Regions from separate parts of the Mus musculus genome. Here regions 2 and 3 are each linked to region 1. Evidence: chromatin contacts called from public Hi-C and HiChIP or PLAC-seq data. All regions are on one chromosome and are shown on one strand. Each heading gives the region's core, a stretch centred on a gene start, on an enhancer-like site or on the middle of the called end of the contact. The rest is flanking DNA. Distances are from core to core; before and after follow the strand shown. Region 1 has its middle 10 kb from the start of Gm33849. Region 2 has its middle 26 kb from the start of Gm41061. Region 3 has its middle 17 kb from the start of Gm15322.

Evidence for each region. Hi-C and Micro-C count contacts between places; a contact is called where the count stands out from the background. HiChIP or PLAC-seq counts read pairs in DNA pulled down with a chosen protein or histone mark.
Region 2: a contact with region 1 is called in a Hi-C map of liver, with 2.4 times the contacts expected there. The contact joins two enhancer-like sites. A contact is called at or near these places in 1 of 39 promoter capture datasets (liver), 13 of 484 Hi-C or Micro-C datasets (Sertoli cells, bone marrow-derived macrophages, brown adipocytes and 5 more) and 10 of 115 datasets of contacts at active chromatin or transcription factors (bone marrow-derived dendritic cells, embryonic midbrain, embryonic stem cells and 5 more).
Region 3: a contact with region 1 is called in an H3K4me3 HiChIP or PLAC-seq map of bone marrow-derived macrophages, with 6 times the contacts expected there. The contact joins two enhancer-like sites. A contact is called at or near these places in 1 of 15 datasets of contacts at CTCF or cohesin (large pre-B cells), 8 of 484 Hi-C or Micro-C datasets (B cells, Sertoli cells, bone marrow-derived macrophages and 4 more), 11 of 115 datasets of contacts at active chromatin or transcription factors (bone marrow-derived macrophages, craniofacial prominence, embryonic basal ganglia and 6 more) and 1 of 9 other capture datasets (embryonic stem cells).

The regions. Positions count from the first base shown.
Region 1 is chr13:112,194,929-112,197,628 of GRCm38.p6, reverse strand. No RefSeq gene overlaps it. Among named protein-coding and RNA genes, the nearest start is that of Gm33849, 10 kb to the right of the region's middle. Within about 2 kb of position 1,273, at least 44 of the 459 cell types and tissues checked have an H3K27ac peak or open chromatin away from gene starts, as enhancers often do. A contact at or near this core is called in bone marrow-derived macrophages, brown adipocytes, hepatocytes and 3 more, where this site is marked.
Region 2 is chr13:112,066,138-112,068,837 of GRCm38.p6, reverse strand. No RefSeq gene overlaps it. Among named protein-coding and RNA genes, the nearest start is that of Gm41061, 26 kb to the right of the region's middle. Within about 2 kb of position 1,262, at least 20 of the 459 cell types and tissues checked have an H3K27ac peak or open chromatin away from gene starts, as enhancers often do. A contact at or near this core is called in brown adipocytes, hepatocytes and liver, where this site is marked.
Region 3 is chr13:111,976,419-111,979,237 of GRCm38.p6, reverse strand. No RefSeq gene overlaps it. Among named protein-coding and RNA genes, the nearest start is that of Gm15322, 17 kb to the left of the region's middle. Within about 2 kb of position 1,322, at least 92 of the 459 cell types and tissues checked have an H3K27ac peak or open chromatin away from gene starts, as enhancers often do. A contact at or near this core is called in bone marrow-derived macrophages, kidney and uterus, where this site is marked.

The DNA of each region.
Region 1 (2,700 bases), core at 24-2,523:
AAATCCACAGTGGGAAAAACAGAGTGAACAAGGAAAGGACATTCAGAAATAGATCCACTGGGAGTAAGCAGAGTTCAAGCCTGGGCTTTTCAGGCCATCCAATGAATGACTCCTGACTGAGGGGAAGTCTCTGCAGGCAGAGGCTCAGGGCAACACAGACTGAGAAATCTGATGATCCCCCCACCCTTCAGTCTTTGAATAAACAGCAACAAAACCAAACAAACTAGACAGATTCCAACAGAGCAGTAACAACAATAAAGGAACAGAGATTTAGCTGTTGGACATACAAACCCAAACCTGCTAGCTGGCTTGAACTAGGAGGCAGGATCATAGCGGGCATCTTTGAAGCGTGTGTCCATCCTTCTGGATTGACTAGCCTGCTGTGAAGGTAGACTTGGAAGTTAAAACTGATAAAATGTAGACGAGAAGCTTACAAACTGATTGCAGAAAATTCTTTTAGAAGGGGTACATGGCAGCCCTAGGAGGGGCCAACGAATCTCATTCTCCCAGACTCCCCCAAGTTCTGAAAATTCCTAAGCCAGCTTTGTTTCCGCAGCCCGCTGACAGCAGGTGGCGCAGGACCCGCCCACCCCTGCTGGTTTTGGTCCCACGGGGGAAAAACCGTGGCCAGAGATCCAAAAAAGCAAGGCGACTCCTTTTTCCTGCCTGGGTCATTTCCATGAGTCATGCACGCACTTTAATCTAGTCCTAACTATGGGAGAGGAACATCAAAACGACTGTCTGATCTTTTTATCAGTATCTAGTGGAAAACAAAAATCCCCTTTCATAGGATCCTCACAGGACGTGTTTATTTGCCCTTTTCATCTCGTTGCCGGCTCTTCCTTCCCAGAATCAGTACGGAGGAAGAAAAAGGAGCCTCTGCGAAAGGCAAAGAAAGGGTTTGATGGCTCAGGTCGGGCAGAGATGTCAGCCTGGAAGGAACAAGTCTCCTTAGAGTAACTTAAGAATTCTTCTCGCTGAATGCTTTCCAGCTGTTTGTAGGAGTGTGCGGGTCGGATCTCTTTGGCTGGAAAAGCGGAGGACCTGTTGGATGATTCTAATCTTAGACTTTTGGTGTCAGGTGGATGGATCTGGAGTTGAATCCTGAATGTAACACTGGTGAGCCGAGTGACTTTAGGCAATGTCTTTGAGTAAGTTTAAATTTAGCGTTTAGATCCATAAAATGACCACTAAAATAACAGTATTGATACAGTGCCCACATACCTGTCAACGATTAAGCTTCTAATCTCTGCCTGACATTGATTTATGGATTTTGGGTGTAATGTTTGATTTAACCACCACAGCAATCTCAGACTTGAGTACCATGACCAGGCCCATTTTACAGATTGGGAACCTGATACACAGAGTTAGAAGAATGTGTTCAGTGTCTTGAGGTTAGAAGGCAGCGTAGTACCCTCCTCCAGTGGTTAGGGAGTCTTTAAATATGCTAGAAGATTAGTTCCCAGTAAATGAACAGCGTATAATATATTTTAAAATAAAAGAGAAACAGGAAAGAGTTCCCCTTCCAACTGCTCCAAGCACTAATCACGTCTGTTTCAACCAAATGAATGATTCTGTCGTTACCCTTTATGTGAGAGCAATTCATAGTATGTCTTACGTTTTAGCCCAAGTTACCCAAAATCATGGAGAATCTTCCTATAAAGGCTGCAGGCATCACCAGACTCTGGGCCAGGAAACGTTATATTCAAGAATCTGCTCTGTTCATCTTTTGAGCCTAAAGGGGCTCTAGCGGACCCACGCATCACAAACGTGGCCTTGCACTTCCCCCTCCCCATCTCCTTTTCCTTGCTAAAATCTCTTAGATTACATTCCTAAAGCTAGCCACCAAAGTCACTTTCCTCATTTGGGCACTGTCTCCTCCTGAGGCTGACTACCAATGTCCAGCTAGCATAGTACTGAAGTCTGGCATTCAAAAGCCTCTTTTTGGTTGCTGTGATTAACATGTCCAATCAAAATTAAACACATCATCCTATGCCGCCATATGCCTACGGGCCAGATCTGTCTCCTCTCTATCCAGAGAAAGTCCTTTGTCCTTTGGGGACAAATATCCCTCCCCCACCCCCTTGGTCCTTTCCCCTTCTCTCTCATCCTCTATCTCCTGTCTTTGTCTCTGATTCTCTGACCTTTGTTCCTTTTCAGTAAATACAGCTTCTTCGCGCTGAGAACTTTGTCTTGGGCCGGAACCTGTCCTTTCACAACTGACTAAACCAAGGCCATCAAGCTACTGAAAACCTACTGTCTATGAATGAGCAATAAATGTAGGAGTGTGCTTTAGAGCAGAATATAATCTCTTCCCTCAATGTGTGCTTCACAGACATGTGTATCATGCATACATGTGCTTGTATATACACACACACACATACACCCCTACTTGGGCATTCAAGACCACACTTTGGAAGTGATCCAGCTTAAGCTGGATCTTCCTGTGAGACTGTTTGGGACCACGGTCAACTAACACAACAGAAAGTAGGTTTTCACTGTTCTGGAGTCCGGAGGCCAAGGTCAGTTTTTTCTGACACTTCTCTTCATGGATTGGCACCAGTTCGATGCCTCATGGCCTTTTCTCGGTATATGCCTGCAGAGTCTGATCTTTTCTTCTCTCTCCTCGTCCTTCTCCTCACTTTTCTCCTCTTCCCTTTCTCCAGAGCTTCTGGATTAGAACCACATTCCTGCCGACAT
Region 2 (2,700 bases), core at 13-2,512, 130 kb after region 1:
AACATTTTCAGAGCCTGGGATGCCTTGGCTCTTTCTGAAATGTGGTGCTCACTATGCGGCTTCTGAGAGGGTTCAGCTTAGCGCTGTTTAAAAACCTGGCATGAGCACCCCTCGGGCTCCCTTAAAGCCCACCCATCTACAGCTTTTCCCCACAGCTAACTGCACTGAGCTTGCTCAGTTTACACACCCAGAGGCATCAGCTTGCCGTCTTGCCCTAACTTCCCTCCAAGGGAAGACCTGGTATGCCAACCCAGATGCTGCCGTGCTACTGGTGCCCACCCAGAGGAGCTCTTGAAGTGGTCATGGTTCAATATTCCTACTCACCAGCTGGTCCTGATACAGCCACTCTCAGCCCCCAACTCTGTCTCCTGCCTAGGCTGCTATTGATCTCCATGGAACTGTGCCTGATGCAATCCTTTTGACATTTTTTTTTTTAAGTATATATATTTTTTACTCTCTCTGTGTCTGTCTCTCTGTCTCTCTGCATCTGTGTGTGCGCGTGAGTGCGCGCGCGCATGCGCGCATGTGCCTGAGTGTGTGGATATTCATTTGGATACCTCCAGAGGCCAGATGAGGACATAGGATCCCCTGGATCCAGAGGTCCAGCAAGTGGTGAGCACCCGATGCGGGTTTAGGGAACTAAACTCTCACCTCTCATCTTCTAAGAAAGCAGCAAGCACTCTTACCCACTCAGACATAATTTTGATTTAGTTACTAACCTAAAAAGCTGTCTTATCACACAACCCCCATCTCTATTTCTATTGTTCTGTCTCACCATCTAGAAACCAAGGGATATAAAGCCACGGTTTGAACCCGTAACTACAATGAGCCTATAATTTATCACCTGAATTGATACATTTCTGATATAGGAGTGACACAGTTTGAGTTCATTTTGAGTTCATTATTGTCTTCACACACACACACACAGAGGCACACAGGCACACACACACACACACACACACACACACACACGCACGCACACACACTGGGTGGGGTAGGCTGGGGCGGGGATGTTCCCCTGCCTGGGATGCCCTAGGCAGAGCATTGGCCCTGGCTCCTCTGCCAGAGAGCGCGGCAAACATGGCAGCCCCAGCATGTGTGGGCGGGAAATGAGACAGCTGCGCTGTTGCGGTGCTGTCACTCACACTTGACAACTGTTTGGGGTTTTGGAAACTCATGACATTGAGTTACAACACCTTACCCACTGGTTTGGATAACCACCATTTGCCCTCACCATGGGAAGTCCTGCCAACTATGAGATGAGGCAAGGTCATGTTCCACGGCCTTGGCTGCTCCTGGCTGGCACCCGAAGGCCTTTCTTGTGTACTGGGACAAACTCTGAGCTTCTTACAGCCCCCGAGTCAAGCACTTACGTGAGGGTTCATGTGTCGATAACTGACTTCCCAAGGACAGCAAGAGGATAAATATCGCTTGCTGCCCTTAAACATCAGACTGAGTGTTAACACGGTCGCTAGTCGTGGGCCTCACTGTGAGAGCCTGTGGGTGCTCGTTAGGGAGTGTGAGCACATTTTGTTTTCTGGCATTCGATTGTGGATTACCACTGAAAGGAAATTCCCTTCAGCCTTTTATTTCACCATCACACGTGGCCTTGAGCCAGCCCACCATGTAGCTCCCAGAGGCAAGGTGAGAGAAGAAAGCAGCAGTCTGGGTTTCTGTAGATCTATGACAAAGATTCTGAAGGATCGATTCAGAGGTGCTTTTGGGAGGTCTCACCCTTCAGCCAGACTCACGGTCCTCTGCCTCCCCCTTAAACTCTGAGAATTGCTATACAGGTTTCATTCTTAAAAGAAGCGACCAGTAAGTGGCTGCAGTGCGCCAGGCCAGAGCAGCGTGAGCATTCCAGATGGAGCCGTACAGACACCGAGACCTGAAAAATGGCTCTCCAAGTTCACACAGATAGCAAGCTATGGTTCCAAGCAGGGGTTTAGCTTGGAAATCTGTGCCTAAAATACCACGAACTACTTCTTCCGGTTTTATGCCACTGAGCTCAAGCAGACTCAGCCCTTCTAGCTGTCCTTCTGACTCCCACTCATCACAGAACAGAGACAGGCAAGGCACCATCTCTTCTGGCTCCTTTTAAAATTTAAAAAAAAAAAGTGTGCACGGGACAGGGAAACTATATGAGTGCAACATATCCATTAGAAGATACCCTGGAGATTCTCAGTTTATTTAGGTTACTGTTGAGTCTCCTAGGGCCCCCCAAAAAGCTTAGAACCAATCCCCCAAACTTTGCACCTAGGACAATACCTTTGAATTCAATCTGAGCAATGGCGAATTACAACTTGCCATTTGGAATTTTCTCTTAATTCAGAAACACAGCTAAGAGGAAGCAAATGTGATCCAAAATTGTTGTGCATAAAAGAATTCGTAAACCAAGGCGGTAAGTCTGGGTCTCGGAGTTTGCTATTTAAAATCAACCTAAGTGAGATGATGTTTCTTAGGTCCAAGTGTGATGTGGCCGCCTCGGCTCCAGGGAAGTCTCGCTTTACAGATGAAGTCAGTGAACTTAGAAGGAGTGCTGAAAGTTACCAAGTCTAGCTGGAGATCCTGATGTGCCTGAGGGTGGATGGGGGTGGGAGAGAAGCAGGAGAGGATTGCCATGGGGCACAGATTTGAAGGTCAGAAGACTCTCAAAGTCAGGTCCTGTGGTTAGTTCTTGTGAGAAATTCGCAACCTAAT
Region 3 (2,819 bases), core at 73-2,572, 220 kb after region 1:
CGGAAGAGCCCGCTCCTCCATAAACTCAGTTTCCCCTCGGAGGTGATGGCTGAAGGGCAGGTAAGTCAGATGGGCCTGAAACTGCAGCAGCTGGCTCTCTTTAATAATGCCCGTCTCAGTGCTCGGCATGGCTATTTTGCGGCGTGCTGTGGAGTGAACAGGAAAGCTTCCAAGAGAGGTTTAATTGTTTACATTCAATGAAAGGAAAAGTCGGACTAGAAGTGCTCAGATATAATCTCGCTCTGATTAAAATGGTTCTATTGTGTTATGACCCATAACCCTGTTAGAAAGGTGAATCCAGGACTTTGCCCAGCCATGGGCACCCCTTTTATACAAGGGAGCTATACATGCAGGCATGGACGGACAGACACGCCTGGTGGCTCGCAGCCATCCTGGCTGCAAGAAGGGTTTATTTTCCTTTAGGAGTCCACAGCTGATCAGTGTTCTGCTGCCTGGGCTGTTTCATAACTTTCCGTGTAATTAAGCAGTTGGCATGACCTTCCATAGCAAGATAATAACAGGAGTTAGCCAAGGCAGGGCTTGTGCACAAGAACCCTTTGGGCTGCTCAAGCATTCAAATAGATGCAAAGCCAGCTTCCTAATCCAAAACCCAGTGGCACCTGGCTCCCTAGCATGTGAGCACACATACACACGATCATGCACACACACACGGCAAGCAATCATGGCACTATTTCCCATAACTCAGTAACCGCAGGGTCCAATTCAAAGATGGAGGGAAAGTACCCTGTGCACCATGTCTTACGGCTGAGCCTGGAGGTGTGCGTCAAGGTCACTCATTTTGAAACGGCAAATCTCTACAGATCGCCAGAAACAAGCTGGTTTTGAAAGAAATACGTCTGACTTTAAAAGAAAGCACATTAGCCACTGAGCACCAAATGGGTTTTAGTAAATGTATTTAAAAAAAAAAAAAAAGTCGGGCCTTCTTGGAAGGTGAAATCTGAATTGTGTTTCCTGCACAGCACAGAAAGCAAGCAGTGGGTGGGAGAGAGGGTAGCCTACAAAGATGGCCGCTGCCACCCATGCTGTTCCTTTCTGGGCTGCATATGCTGTCTCTGCATTGAGGAAGGAGCATTTGAGTCTCTCCTTGGATCTGAACCGTACGCTTAACTGGACAACGACGATGACAGGAGTGTGTCTGTGACTTCTGAGCCGCCTTCTTAGCTGCACACGGTCCGGCGGGTCCCTTTGAAACTCTGCCTGGCGGAGTGCTTCTGCCGGGACCTTGTCTCTCTGCTGGGTGAGACTCGAAGTTCAGTAAAACCACAGCAGCTTGCAGTGAGCAGCCGGAAGCAGCTGCAGGCGGGCGGGCGGTGACGGAAGCCTTCCCAGCGAGTGCGCACCCTCATTAATAACAGCCTGCAACTGCGTACGGATGCTGAGCAAGAGCTACCCATCCAAACCCAGACAACGCTGCAAACAAGACTGTGGAGATGAGGAGCATGTGTGGGGCTAACAAGCACAGTCTTTGGTCATCTTTTTGTCATAGATTTATAAGAGCCACCTGTCAATGAGGGACAGTAACTCTTTACTGGATGTTTTAAATATATTTTGTTCATTTTAAGAATTTACACATATAGAATACACACATACATACACACATATATATACACATATATATATACATATACACACACATATATAATATACATGTATATACATATACACAAATGTATGTATGTGTGATAATCTATATGCATATGTATACACCTATATAGCTATATAGATATATATACCTATAAATCTATGTATCTATATACCTATGAATCTATATATCTATATACCTATGAATTTATGTACCTATATGTCCATATCTATAGCTTTATCATCTATATCTATATCTATATCTATATCACTAAGCTTGATTTGCACATGCTACCTATATTCTCTTGTTACAGGGTCACCCACCAGAGCACAGCGACCACACTTTTAAAGAAAACTGACTCTTCATTTCTCAGAAACCATAACTTGATAGTTCCTCAGTTAGAGGCAGGGAATCATAAGCCCCGCCCTCTCTCCAAGCTAGAATGCTGACTGGCTTGATCTTGCACAGGTCTTGTACAGTTTGCTGGACATTTTCACACATTTTTCCTCTTGTTGCCACTTTGCCTCTCCTCTGCCATTCAGTTTTTTTGTTTGTTGTGGTGTAGTCAGTAGTTTCCATTATTTGATTCTATGGTTTCTCTTTTACAATATTTATTTCAAAGACCTACTTCATGCCAAGTCTATACCCATTTATTTGACCATAAGTGTTTGAACTTTACAAATACTCATTATTGGGCACCTCTTTTGTGTCAGGTACTCTCTTGCTAGATAAATAGTGGATACGATAGACTAGGACCAAGCTTTCAATGAGCTATAAAGCATGGTCGTAGAGACATCATTCTCATTAATGAAAAATCTGTATGAAATCCTAATAGCCACCAACAGCTGGACCACATACAATGCTGCAAACAGTGAAAACGAGTGAGTGTTCTGTATTTTATCTATCAATCAAGCTACCTACCACCAGTGGGGAATGAATTTGAACCCAGACCTCCTATTAGGAATGAATGATGGGAAAAGGTATTACACTGCTGTGGAAGGAAGCCCACAGTGGAGTGATCATGGGCTGCTGCAGAAGTCAAGCACCCTGAAGGAGCTGTTGTTTAAGTACTGGCAGTTGTATAATTATAATTTTGCTTTATGTTGAAATCATTGACCTATCAGGAGTTAAAATGAGCTCAACAGCAGTGTTCCTAGTTGTAAAGACAACATGAGTGCGAGCTGCTGATACTTCGTGTCAAGATGTCTATGTGCCT